Linked DNA regions of Mus musculus: region 1 is linked to region 2. Evidence: chromatin contacts called from public HiChIP or PLAC-seq data. All regions are on one chromosome and are shown on one strand. The core of a region is the stretch at or near the end of the contact, and the rest is flanking DNA. Distances in the headings are between cores, read along the strand shown.

What was found. HiChIP or PLAC-seq counts read pairs in DNA pulled down with a chosen protein or histone mark.
Region 1: an HNF4G HiChIP or PLAC-seq map of pancreatic cancer cells shows a contact between it and region 2. The contact joins the enhancer-like site here to the promoter of Cryab in region 2. A contact is called at or near these places in 5 of 39 promoter capture datasets (the C10 cell line, hematopoietic stem and progenitor cells, liver and 1 more), 1 of 15 datasets of contacts at CTCF or cohesin (the NIH/3T3 cell line), 3 of 115 datasets of contacts at active chromatin or transcription factors (acute myeloid leukemia, bone marrow-derived macrophages and pancreatic cancer cells) and 3 of 9 other capture datasets (adipose tissue, liver and pancreatic islet).

What each region holds. Positions count from the first base shown.
Region 1 is chr9:51,038,810-51,044,112 of GRCm38.p6, forward strand. No RefSeq gene overlaps it. Among named protein-coding and RNA genes, the nearest start is that of Gm32681, 5.0 kb to the right of the region's middle. Within about 2 kb of position 3,547, at least 19 of the 459 cell types and tissues checked have an H3K27ac peak or open chromatin away from gene starts, as enhancers often do. A contact at or near this core is called in the NIH/3T3 cell line and pancreatic cancer cells, where this site is marked.
Region 2 is chr9:50,749,308-50,754,996 of GRCm38.p6, forward strand. Cryab (crystallin, alpha B) reads left to right here and starts at 3,664. Exons shown (of 3, transcript NM_009964.3): 1 at 3,664-4,170; 2 at 5,205-5,327. The coding sequence starts at 3,970. It overlaps Hspb2 (heat shock protein 2), which reads right to left and starts at 3,047. Exons shown (of 2, transcript NM_024441.3): 1 at 2,870-3,047; 2 at 1,765-2,426. The coding sequence starts at 2,963. The coding sequence ends at 1,972.

The DNA.
Region 1 (5,303 bases), core at 2,297-4,796, 290 kb after region 2:
GGGAATTGAACTCAGGACCTCTGGAAGACCAGCCAGTGCTCTTAACCTCTGAGCCATCTCTCCAACCTCCCAATAATTTTTGAAATGATCCCAAATATACTTATATCCATTGTGTACTGGATTTTATGTGAATGGCATTCTTAGCATTGATGAGTATCATCAATCAGACCATACAATCACAGTGTCAATTATCTGGAAAATATTGAAGATGCTCTATATCCTACAGTTTCAAATGCTCAGCCAAAGTTTCATACTTATACAAAAATTAATAAGCATGTGCAGACTTCATCTCCAATAAGTGATAAAATTATATGCATGCTAAAGGAATTTTAAAAACAAGTTAGACATTATTGTTAATAAAGATTTGATTACTATATATATTTTATATGCCTAAAAACCTATGGTTGACTAAGTAAGAAAAGGACTTGCAGGCAGAAAAGCTGAAGAAGCTCTGCTCCACCCAACTTTCTGAGCTCAGTAAAGTGGACTGCAGAAACCCTGCATCCATTCCTCAGGGCAGACTCACAGCATGTTTTATTGACTCCTTCCTGACTCCTTACCAGACTATCGCCATTGAGATTGGAGACTATGTTTTCTACGGTTCACATTCCTAATACCTAACAGAATGGCTGTCATTAACAGGTGCTCAATACATATTTGTTAATTCACTGAATAAATATATTAATACCATTTCCTCTACTGCATTTATAGAGCTACACACAGACTAGGCTAGTAGATCATGTCTTGATAACTTTCAAAAAAAGTTTTTAGTTTTTGTTTTATGTGTATGAATATTTCACTTGCATGTGTCTGTGTAGCATGTGTGTGGAGCTGTAGCAGAGGCCTGAAGAAGACATCAGATCTGGGACTGGAGTTAGAGCCAGTTGTGAGCTGCCATGTGGGTGCTGAGAATTGAACAGGGGGTCCTCTGGAAGAGTCTTAACAACCAATCCATCTTTCCATCCCTCTTTGAAACATGTTTTTTTTTTTTTCCTCTAGTTACAAGTCATTGTCCAGGTACAAGTTTATTCTCAATTAACCTCATCATTTCTGGGTCTTTTTTCTCTACTGGTATTCCATTCACTGCCTACAGGCAAAAAGGACAGAGAACCATGAGAAATGTGGCTATAGAGAAATAGCTAAAGGGCATTAGAAGAGAGAACTCTCAAGGAGTGTGTAGCACTTAACTGAATTTGACTGATGGTAGGGCTTGTCACATAAAGATGTAGGGAGAGAGCATTCATGGCCAAGGAGAGAGAAGGAGCAAAGTCAGCAATAGATGAGTGTGTCTCAGGTCTGTAGGGAGCAGCAAGCCCTGGATTTTATTGGGGAAGTGGTCGTGATTCAGATCTAGGAACTGAGAAGTCATGTAAGACACTGGATCCTGAGCTGAAGAGTTTGAACTGGATTCTGTAGACAGTGTCAGTCTAAAAAACAAACAATGGGAGAATCTCAAAAGAAACAATTATTATTATTATTAGGGATGAGTAGGGAATTGCAACTTTGGACATAAGTGCTGTTGCAGGCCTGTAAACATTTCAGAAGAGACAAAGGAAAATAAAAGTTTTTAAAGGAAGAGTGAAAGAGCTATGCAAATTGTTTTGAAACCATTATCCTTGACTGCAAAGATCAACAACATAGAAGATACCAGTCCACTGTTGAACAGAAAGTTGTTGGGCCAATGTCTTTCTAGAAATATTTGTGTAAGACTGGTAAGAGTCCTTGCTATAGTTTTCATGATAAGCAGTTATAGATCAGAGCTCTCTTTTCAAGGCCTCCTGACTCAGTTTTACTAAAGTTTGACAGAAGTGATTCCATTTTGATTATGACAATTTTCATGTGGTTCTAGATCAGAGGGAAGATACTCAGGCATTGGTCCATGTGGGAGATGCATTGTAACCTTAGAAATGCTCACCCTGTACCTATTACGAGAGAGATTGGTCTGTAATGTAGAGCAGGCTGGGCTGGCTCATCTCATGTTCTCTTCACCCAGTTTCTCTACCACAGCCTCGCTGACACCTGATACTCTCCCTATCCAGGAGCAGAGCTGATAAAAACTCGCTATTTTTGGGAGATCATTATTAGATTTAGTAAAAAGCAGAAAAGTATGAATTTATTTGGGGCATAATCCAGAGGAAAGTTCAACTGATAGAGAGAAAAGAGCAGGTCCCGAGGTGCTAAGAGTGCACTGGCAGTTAAATGGGTTAGTGACCCCAAGCAAGCCATTTTGAGAAAGCTGCTTTCTATATGTAAAAGAGAGAAGGAAAAAGCAATCTTGTCTAAAAAGAAGACACTCTTTTGTTGAAAAACACAAAACAAGTCTTTTAAAAACATAAGCTGGCTTGATGTTTTTAGGTCAGAACAACTTTCTATAAAGTAACTCTTTCCATCAGATCTTTCTGCCTACATGGGACTTTGCAAAAAATATATGCTCCTATAGAAAGTGACTCAATCTTTACATGGGTAGTTTTGTATGATGATGATTTTATCTATATCAAAAACTTACATCAGCTAAGAGATTGACTGGTTTTAGTAGCAAACTAAGGAAAATGTACAATGGAAAGGATAATTGGGAGAGTGGAAAGTTAACCCTGTTGTATTTGCTTTTTCAGTTCTCATGAGCACATGTGTAACTAGTAAAGGGCAAAGCACTGCTCTAGGAGTTGTATGGAGGGCACTGCAGGATAATATGAGTGGACTAGGGTGGCTCTTGGCAATAGCAGTGACCTCAAAGGCAAGTTCATCTATGACTTTGAAGGGGGCACTGACCCTATGAGGAAGCATTTAAGGGCTGTAGGAGATAACAAGGTAACTTGCTGATCTGTGCTGAAGCCTGGGAAGCTTGCACAGGTAGGTGGGACTTTGGAAGACTCAGGGCTGTGTCAGGCTCCTCCTCTGTGCTACACTTGCCTCTTCGAAGGCAGCATGTCATACACGGTGACCTTTGCTCATTTACAGGTGGATTGTGAACACTTTAGGATCGGGCCATATTTACCTTTGTGTTTACAGGGTTGGAAACACAAAAGGTATTTAAGACATGCATGTCAGCCAGGCGTGGTGGTGCACGCCTTTAATCCCAGCACTCGGGAGGCAGAGGCAATCCGATTTCTGAGTTCAAGGCCAGCCTGGTCTACATTCCAGGACAGTCAGGGTTATACAGAGAAACCCTGTCTCGAAAAATCAAAAAAAAAAAAAAAAAAAAAAAAAAAGACATGCATGTCAATGAAAAAAAAAAATGGTAGGGACATTGCATAAGAAAAGCAAATGATCTCCACTTGTGCTTCCGAGAAGTTGTGTACATGTAAAAGAACAACAGCATCCCAGCTGCCCACATTAGGACACACAGCTTAACTATTCGTGGGGTGATTTGTAGAACAGGCAACAAAAGCAAAACCCCACTACTGGCAAGGCATTGACCCTTGATAAAAGTCATCTCTTCCTTGCAGTATTGTGAGAATGAAACGATGGCTGAGAAGTAACTAAGCACAGAGGCGTCTCTGGGATTCGGTACCGCCTCATTCTTCATGACTCATCTCCTGGAAGAGACCAGATGTTAGGTGAATGCCCGACAAAATGAGGAGAAACTCATAGGAATTTCTGAACTTTCTGCCTTACCCACTGTAGAACTTCCCTAAGCAAGAGAGACCTGTGGGTGATTTCCCATTTTTGTTTTTAAAACTTTCTAATGGAAACCTTTTAAAATCAGTAAATGCTTCATCACATTTTCATACATGTGTTTCTTTATGCTCTGCTCTTTTTCCTCACTACGCCCTCTCTAGCTGGCTCCTTTCTTTCCCTACAAATACTCTCCCCGTAAGCTGTCATGTCATAGATAGTCTGTTACCCTTACTTGCTCGCTACTCCCCCATAAGAGCTCTTCACCCCTCTTGGTTCATTTTCTGCTTTTATGACATACACACACTTTAAAGTATATAAAAGCCAGAAGATTAATGCAGTGAACCACCATGTATCTGTTATTTGACAAAATTATCACCAGCTTTCAAATCTTGCTTGACTCCTCTTCAAATCATAGTTATTGCTTTAAAACACGTCTTAAAAGAAATGTCAGAAATTGGGCCATTTTACCATAGCCATCTTTAAAAAGTTTAACTTTTAAAAAGTAATTAATTGTGTGTGTGTGTGTGTGTGTGTGTGTACAGGCTCACATACCATGACACACATGCAGAGGTAAAAGGAAAACAACTGTGGAGTTAGTTCTCTCCTTCCATCTTTGTGTGGCTTCCAGGGATCCAGCAACTTAGGCTGTAAGGCTTGTGCAGCAAGCACCTTCACCCACTGGGATATCTCATCAGCTCCTAGATCTTTATCTCTAACCAGTGAGACCTTTTCTTTAAACAAAACAAACAAGAAACAAAACAAAAATAAAAAAGTTACCCATCATCACTGTGATAGTAACACAAATAAAGCTTTAATAGTTTTGTCATTTTATGTTCAACTTTCCCCAGAGATATAAGTTCACTCAAATAAAAACTTAAATTAGGACAACACACTAATGATCTATTTAAGTTAAAATTCTAACCAGAGACAAATGTGTTTTTGTGTCTTGTGTTCTCTGTTTCTCTCTCTCTGTCTCTCTCTGTCTGTCTCTCTGTCTGTCTGTCTGTCTGTCTGTCTGTCTGTCTCTGTCTCTGTCTCTCTCTCTGTTCTAAGCCAAGGGTGGTGTCCATCCTGGAGGCAGTTTGTGGCATCATGGTGGGTGTGAGATCCCCCTGGGTGGTAGCATTCCCTGTGTTCTGTCTTTATCATTTACTCCACAGGCAGCTCTGAATCCACAGCTGCTGACAGCACAGCAAGGCAGCCTAACCAATAGGCTGGGCCTCTCTCTGCAGGAAGGAGAGTTTGGAGTGATTTGCAGTAGAGCCTATTTCAGCACAATCTGTTTACTTTTCTTATACATTGTCATAGGTTAAGTTGACATGGCAAGGAGCTGTGCGGTGTAGGGCAAAATGCTTATTACAGTTAAATAAAAAAACTGTGTTCTTCTGTACAATTAATCTGATGTTAGCTCATGTTTAATGAGCTCATATGTGCTGTATTAGTGGCTTAAGCTGCCAGAAACAAGTACCACAGCTGGATGGATTGAGCAAAAGAAATCTATTTTTTTTCTCACAACTTTAGAGTCCAGGATCAAGGCAACAGCAGGTTTGGTTCTTTCTGATGTTGTAAAAGACACACTTGTCATAATTCTCACTCAGTGTCTGGTGATGTGCTGGCAATCTTTGATATTCCTTGGCATGTAGAAAAATCACTTGGATCTGCCTTGGTCTTACCATCATCCTCTT
Region 2 (5,689 bases), core at 2,414-4,913:
TTAAAACTTTTATATGTATTTATAAAAGGTGGCTGTGTAGTGTCGCATTTGTAGGACTGAGGAGGTTAACATAGCTCCTTTCCCTTAAACATTTTTTTAAAACTTCCTGCATGAAGATAAAAGTTTTTATTAATCTCATAGCTAGTAATACAAGTCAGAAATCTTTCCCCAAAAGGTTAAAGAGTAAATATCTTAAATTTTACAAGCATGTCATGTATTCTTTCTTTTATAATCTTTAAGAATGTAACACCCACACTCGCGCGCGTGCACACACACACACAAGCACACACACTCACACACAGCCAAGCTTGGTCTGTAAGTGGTAGTTTTCCGATCGCTGCTTTAAAATATGTGTTTTGCCCTGTCAGAGACACAGTCTTCAGACTTCTGCTCACCCAGATGTTAGGATCACCGAGGGTAGCTAATCAAAAGCACCTGCTCCTTATGACGTACACGGACAATGCTTGTCTCCCACACTTGATTGCTTGATAAATATTTTACTGAACTACTTACCACATGAAGAGCAGAATACAACCGAGCTGTTTCTCTGAGGTGTGCTTTCATTTCACTGGTTCTCTGTGGCGTGCTAGGCTCTCACTCACTAAGCCTTTTGCCTGGCAGGCAAGCACTCTACCACTCCAGGTCATGCTTTTGTTTGGAAAGGAAAACGATTTTAAAGCCAATAATCAAATTATTTAAAGACAAGCTCTCACCTCAGGGGTCCACACATCCCCGAGAGGGGTATGAATGGATCTCAAAAACTTTGTTGATAAATTTGCATGTGTGTATTTTTCCAGTAAGAGGACTAATAGATTTTGTTGGGTTTCAAATAAAAAAATTTAACCCCAAAAACCAAGAAACAACCACATTAATGAAAGAATTTCAACTATCCACCATAACATGGAATGTATAATTCATTCACATTCATATTCACTCATAGATATCTACAAATGACTAAAAGGAAACCTTTTGGATACCTCTCAAATCATACACATGTATGACACTCTCTTGGTTGTAAAGAGAATGGTTACAGCCTACCTGTACCGGCTGACTTTTCTGAACACACCATAGTCCCAGCACTGAAATCACCTCAGCCTTTCCTGACCATGCCCACTACAATATGGAAGTAGAAACTGCATTGAGAGTCTTAGATTAGGTATAGTGTTGTAGGGTTCCTCTCTCTGTGGGTTACTACAAAATCAGACACAATTGCTTCCTTGCACGGGTCTTCCCTGTACTCAAATAGGAAGGTCGTACGTAGGTTCAGTGATAATGGTGGATTAATGTGTCTGCCGTACCCATGTATGGGCACGCCTCCCCTCTCTCAGAGACCTTTCCACACACACCCCATTGATGTGAGGAGCAAAACACTCACTCCAGAGCTTCAGGCAACTCTCTCCAGCCAAAAAAAAAAAAAAAAGAAAATTTTTTCCTAACCCCTACCCAAAAAGGGCCAGACAGCCTGGAGACCCTTGTTTTTGTGTCTCTAATCGCCAGCTCAGACAGTGCCCTCTGGGCTGTTTGGATGGCCTGTCCCTAGCCCTCCCAGGATCACTCTCTCTTTTGTTGCATTGTGAGAAAATTATGGCGAGGAATTTGATCCGGAGCCAGTGTCAGCTTCCGGGTGTGATCTCAGCATCCAAGTGTGAGCTCAGGATGCTGAGACGATGGGCATATTTCACAGTGGAAATAGCTGCCTAGGACCTTCTTTCTGCCCACCGGTTTGCCATTGGGTCTTCCAGGCAACAGAACAGAAGCAGCACAAACAAGGCCCCCAGGTTTTGGTTTATTCAGCCCCACCCAGAATTAAATCAAAGGCTTTGATACATCAAGGGACCAAACCATACACTGTGGACCATGCACCGATGCCATCTCCCAGGGATGCTGCTCCCTCTGGGGTGTGGTGGATTTATGGAATCACCACGGGAGGTAGACAGGGGATTCACTGGGTGCTGGGTCTATCGCTGGCAGTCAGGGCTCAACTCTGGCTATCTCTTCCTCTTCCTCGGGGTCAGGAGGAGCAGGAAGCAGGGAGATGTAGACTTCATTGACTTCCGTGTCCAAATGCCGGCCACCCCGCGGCGCCTCCAAGTTAAGGATGCCATCATGGGATAGAGCAGCTCGAACCCGCCAGGGGTCCACATCTGCAGGCAGGACATAGGTGCGACAGAACTCTCGGGACACGAAGCCGTGGCGATCCAGACGCTGGGGGTGTCGGGCAGACACCTCCAGCAGGTTATCCACAGTCCTCACCGTCACCTCATCTGGGGTAAAGTGGCTCACATCCAGAAACGCCTGGAACTTGCCTTCACTGAGCCTGAGCTCTGAGGCCCCTGCCCTGGCGCCCTCGCCAGCTCTGGCGGCCCGAGGCCGAACATAGTAGCCGTGATAGAGGGTGGGGGTCAGGATCTCTTCTGGCAGGAGGCCTGGTTGGGGGGTTGGGGGTGCAGAGAGAGAAAGAGAAAGAGAAAGCAAGAGGCAGGATGAGGGTGGATGCAGTGGGCACAGGGATGAAAGGCGATATCTGGAGACATGGGCCAGAAGAGCAGGTGGGAACTGCTGAAGAGGGGCTGGGAAAGGAAAGGAGATAGCCATGGAGGAAGCGAGCTGGAATTGGGAGGACAGACGCGAAATCAGAAGGTACTCTGAAGCCTGCAAAGCCCAGTTACCCAAAACCCTACCGGTCTAAAGTTTATCCTGAGGTCTGTAGCAAGACCAGAGAGAGTCTTGCTTGACGGGGGAATCTGGAATGGGAGATGGTTCACCTCAGGAGTTCACTTAAGCCCCAGGTAGAGTGGAGGCCAGTAAAGCTGGGCAGTGAGCCCAGAATTTCAGGAGGTGGGGGTGGGAGGCAGCATCTGAGTCCTACCTTCTCCGAAGCGCTGCTCGCCCAGACGGCTGGGGTTGGCAAATTCGTACTCGGCAGTGGCTGGGTGGGCGTGTGGCACTGTGCGGCCCGACATGACTGCTGTTGCGACTAGTAGCCCTGATCCCAAGTACTGCCCCAACAAGATCAAGGCGACCCCACCGGCTTCAGGGAGAGCCAGGGCTCAGTCAGAGTGGGGGCGGGGTCTACACCACCCAAAATAGTGCAGAGCCTCTGGGGGTGGGGGAGGGCTGGGAGCCTAAGTCTAGAGTGCAGCTATGAGGGTGTGATCAGCCTGGACCCCCTAAGTCCCCTCCTCTGCACACCCTTCAGCTGTCGCAGGGGCCTGGTAGGACAGCTGAGGGTCCTGGTCCTGGAGTGAGCTCCTGCTCTGCAGGAGGGCAAGGAGAGGCCTAGTTGGGCCTTCACCAGTTGTACATTCCACATCACCCTTTGTCCTTCTCAGTCTCAGGCACTGTGCACATTACTTAAAAAAAAAAAAAAAGACTTAATGTTCTATGAGCCACATAGCATCCACAATGCAAGAAACATTTTCTGTCTTTGTAAGGTCAGTGTCTTCTGAACCTAGATCAGCTCAGGGTTCCAGTCAGACACCTAGTTCTGCTCTCCTCTAGGACTCCACAAAGAGTTAATGTCCCTGGGGCTAAGCCTAGGAAGATTCCAGTCCCTGCCCAGGCCCAAGATAGTTGCTGGCTCAATTCCCCTGGCATGCGAGACTGGAGAGGAGGAGGGGCCCACCAGCAGCTGCTTGGGATTCCAGGCTCCGTCCTAGCTCCAGAGAACAAGGATGGGGTGGGTGCCACTGGGTGTGGACAGAGAGCTAGTGAAACAAGACCATGACAAGTCACCGGTCAGCTCAGCCCTGCCTGTGTTTCTCTTTTCTTAGCTCAGTGAGTACCGGGTATGTGTCACCCTGCCAAATCCCTGATCACAAGTCTCCATGAACTGGCGGTGAGCTGGGATAATAAAACCCCTGACCTCACCATTCCAGAAGCTTCAGAAGACTGCATATATAAGGGGCCGGCTGGAGCTGCTGCTGAAGGAGTTGACCAGCCAACCGACTCTGCATTCATCTAGCCACAATGGACATCGCCATCCACCACCCCTGGATCCGGCGCCCCTTCTTCCCCTTCCACTCCCCAAGCCGCCTCTTCGACCAGTTCTTCGGAGAGCACCTGTTGGAGTCTGACCTCTTCTCAACAGCCACTTCCCTGAGCCCCTTCTACCTTCGGCCACCCTCCTTCCTGCGGGCACCCAGCTGGATTGACACCGGACTCTCAGAGGTGAGTCTGCCTATGCCAGGGCAGGGGTGAGTGTCCGTCCTGGACCCTCAGTCCCTTTTCCCTTTCACCCACCCCCAAGCCATTTTAGGCATCTGTGAGTGTGTGCTAAGGTACAGAGGGGAAATGAAGCTACTGTTTTCTTCTTTCTTCGGGCACCTGTTTCTGTTTGATGCTCGGTTTCCTGGTCCATTTTTCTGTGCATGGTGAGGGTCATAGTCTGTCTCCTAATGATGGAGCAGGATGCTTATTTCTGTTATTTCTGGTTTGCTTCAGCTCCTTTACTTACCTCTTCAATAGTCATGGTCTGGGAGGATTTTATCATCTCAAACTGTAAAGATCAGATAGAAACCCACTCATCCTGGACTTTTTCTGCTCTCTCTCTCTCTCTCTCTCTCTCTCATCCCTTGTCTATGATTTTCTGGGTTCCTTGGGGCTGAGACAGTGCACTAACTTCAGTCCATGCCTTAAGAGGAGTGACTGTCCGACCACTCTCGGGAAACCCTGACTTATCCTAACTGGGTGGGAGATAAGATTAACAGAGCTGTCACAGATAACACTCTGGTTTAAAAATATTCGAGTGTGAGGAAACAGGAGCTGAGTGAGCAAGGGCTTTGGAAGGACAGGACCAGCAGAACATTCCAGATCGAGTGGGTTGGAAACTTGGCAGGGAGCTGAACAAGGAAAAGGGGGCCTTTGTCTTATAGACAAATGACAAAGCCAGCATTGGGGAGCGAGGCAGCAGATGCCATGCCCAGATCCATCCTTGTGACTAGTCCCCTAATGACCTGTCTTCTTCCCTGTGCCTCTAAGAAAAGTTTGGGACTGATGACCAAGAGGCGTCCTTTGCATATCACTACGGTAGCTCACATGCACCAGAGTCGCTATTCAAAGGGGAGGGGGCGTGTTTTCCCCCAGCAGTCAAGTGGAGCATGAATTACCTGGACAGGAAGTAAATCTGCTGAACGATGAGCCTTCTCCAGCTTAATAAACGTTCTACTATCTCCTCTCCTCCTCCTGTCCCCTTGTTATTCTAGATGCGTTTGGAGAAGGACAGATTCTCTGTGAATCTGGACGTGAAGCACTTCTCTCCGGAGGAACTCAAAGTCAAGGTTCTGGGGGACGTGATTGAGGTCCACGGCAAGCACGAAGAACGCCAGGTGTGTGGACCTCTCCGTCCTCTTTTGTGAATCCACTTTGTGCACACTGGGTGCCAGGTACTGCCACCAGCCTCTGAGGCTGGCAGAATTCCAGGCCCCAAACATAAGTGACTAGATCGGGAGTTACAGATCAATGGCTGGGAAGCTAAGCTAGGGCTCGCTGTGCTGATAGTGTTGTGGTTGTGCTGAGAGAAGTTTTCCCTTGCTGTTCCTTTTGATTGCCTTGTCTTGTCCAGTGACACTAGGATATCAGAACAGTTCCCAAAATTCCAAAGCACACCTTAGGCCAATTAAATCTGAAGTTTTAGGACTATAACTCAAGCATCAACATGAAAAAACAAACAAACAAAAGCCCAAAAAAC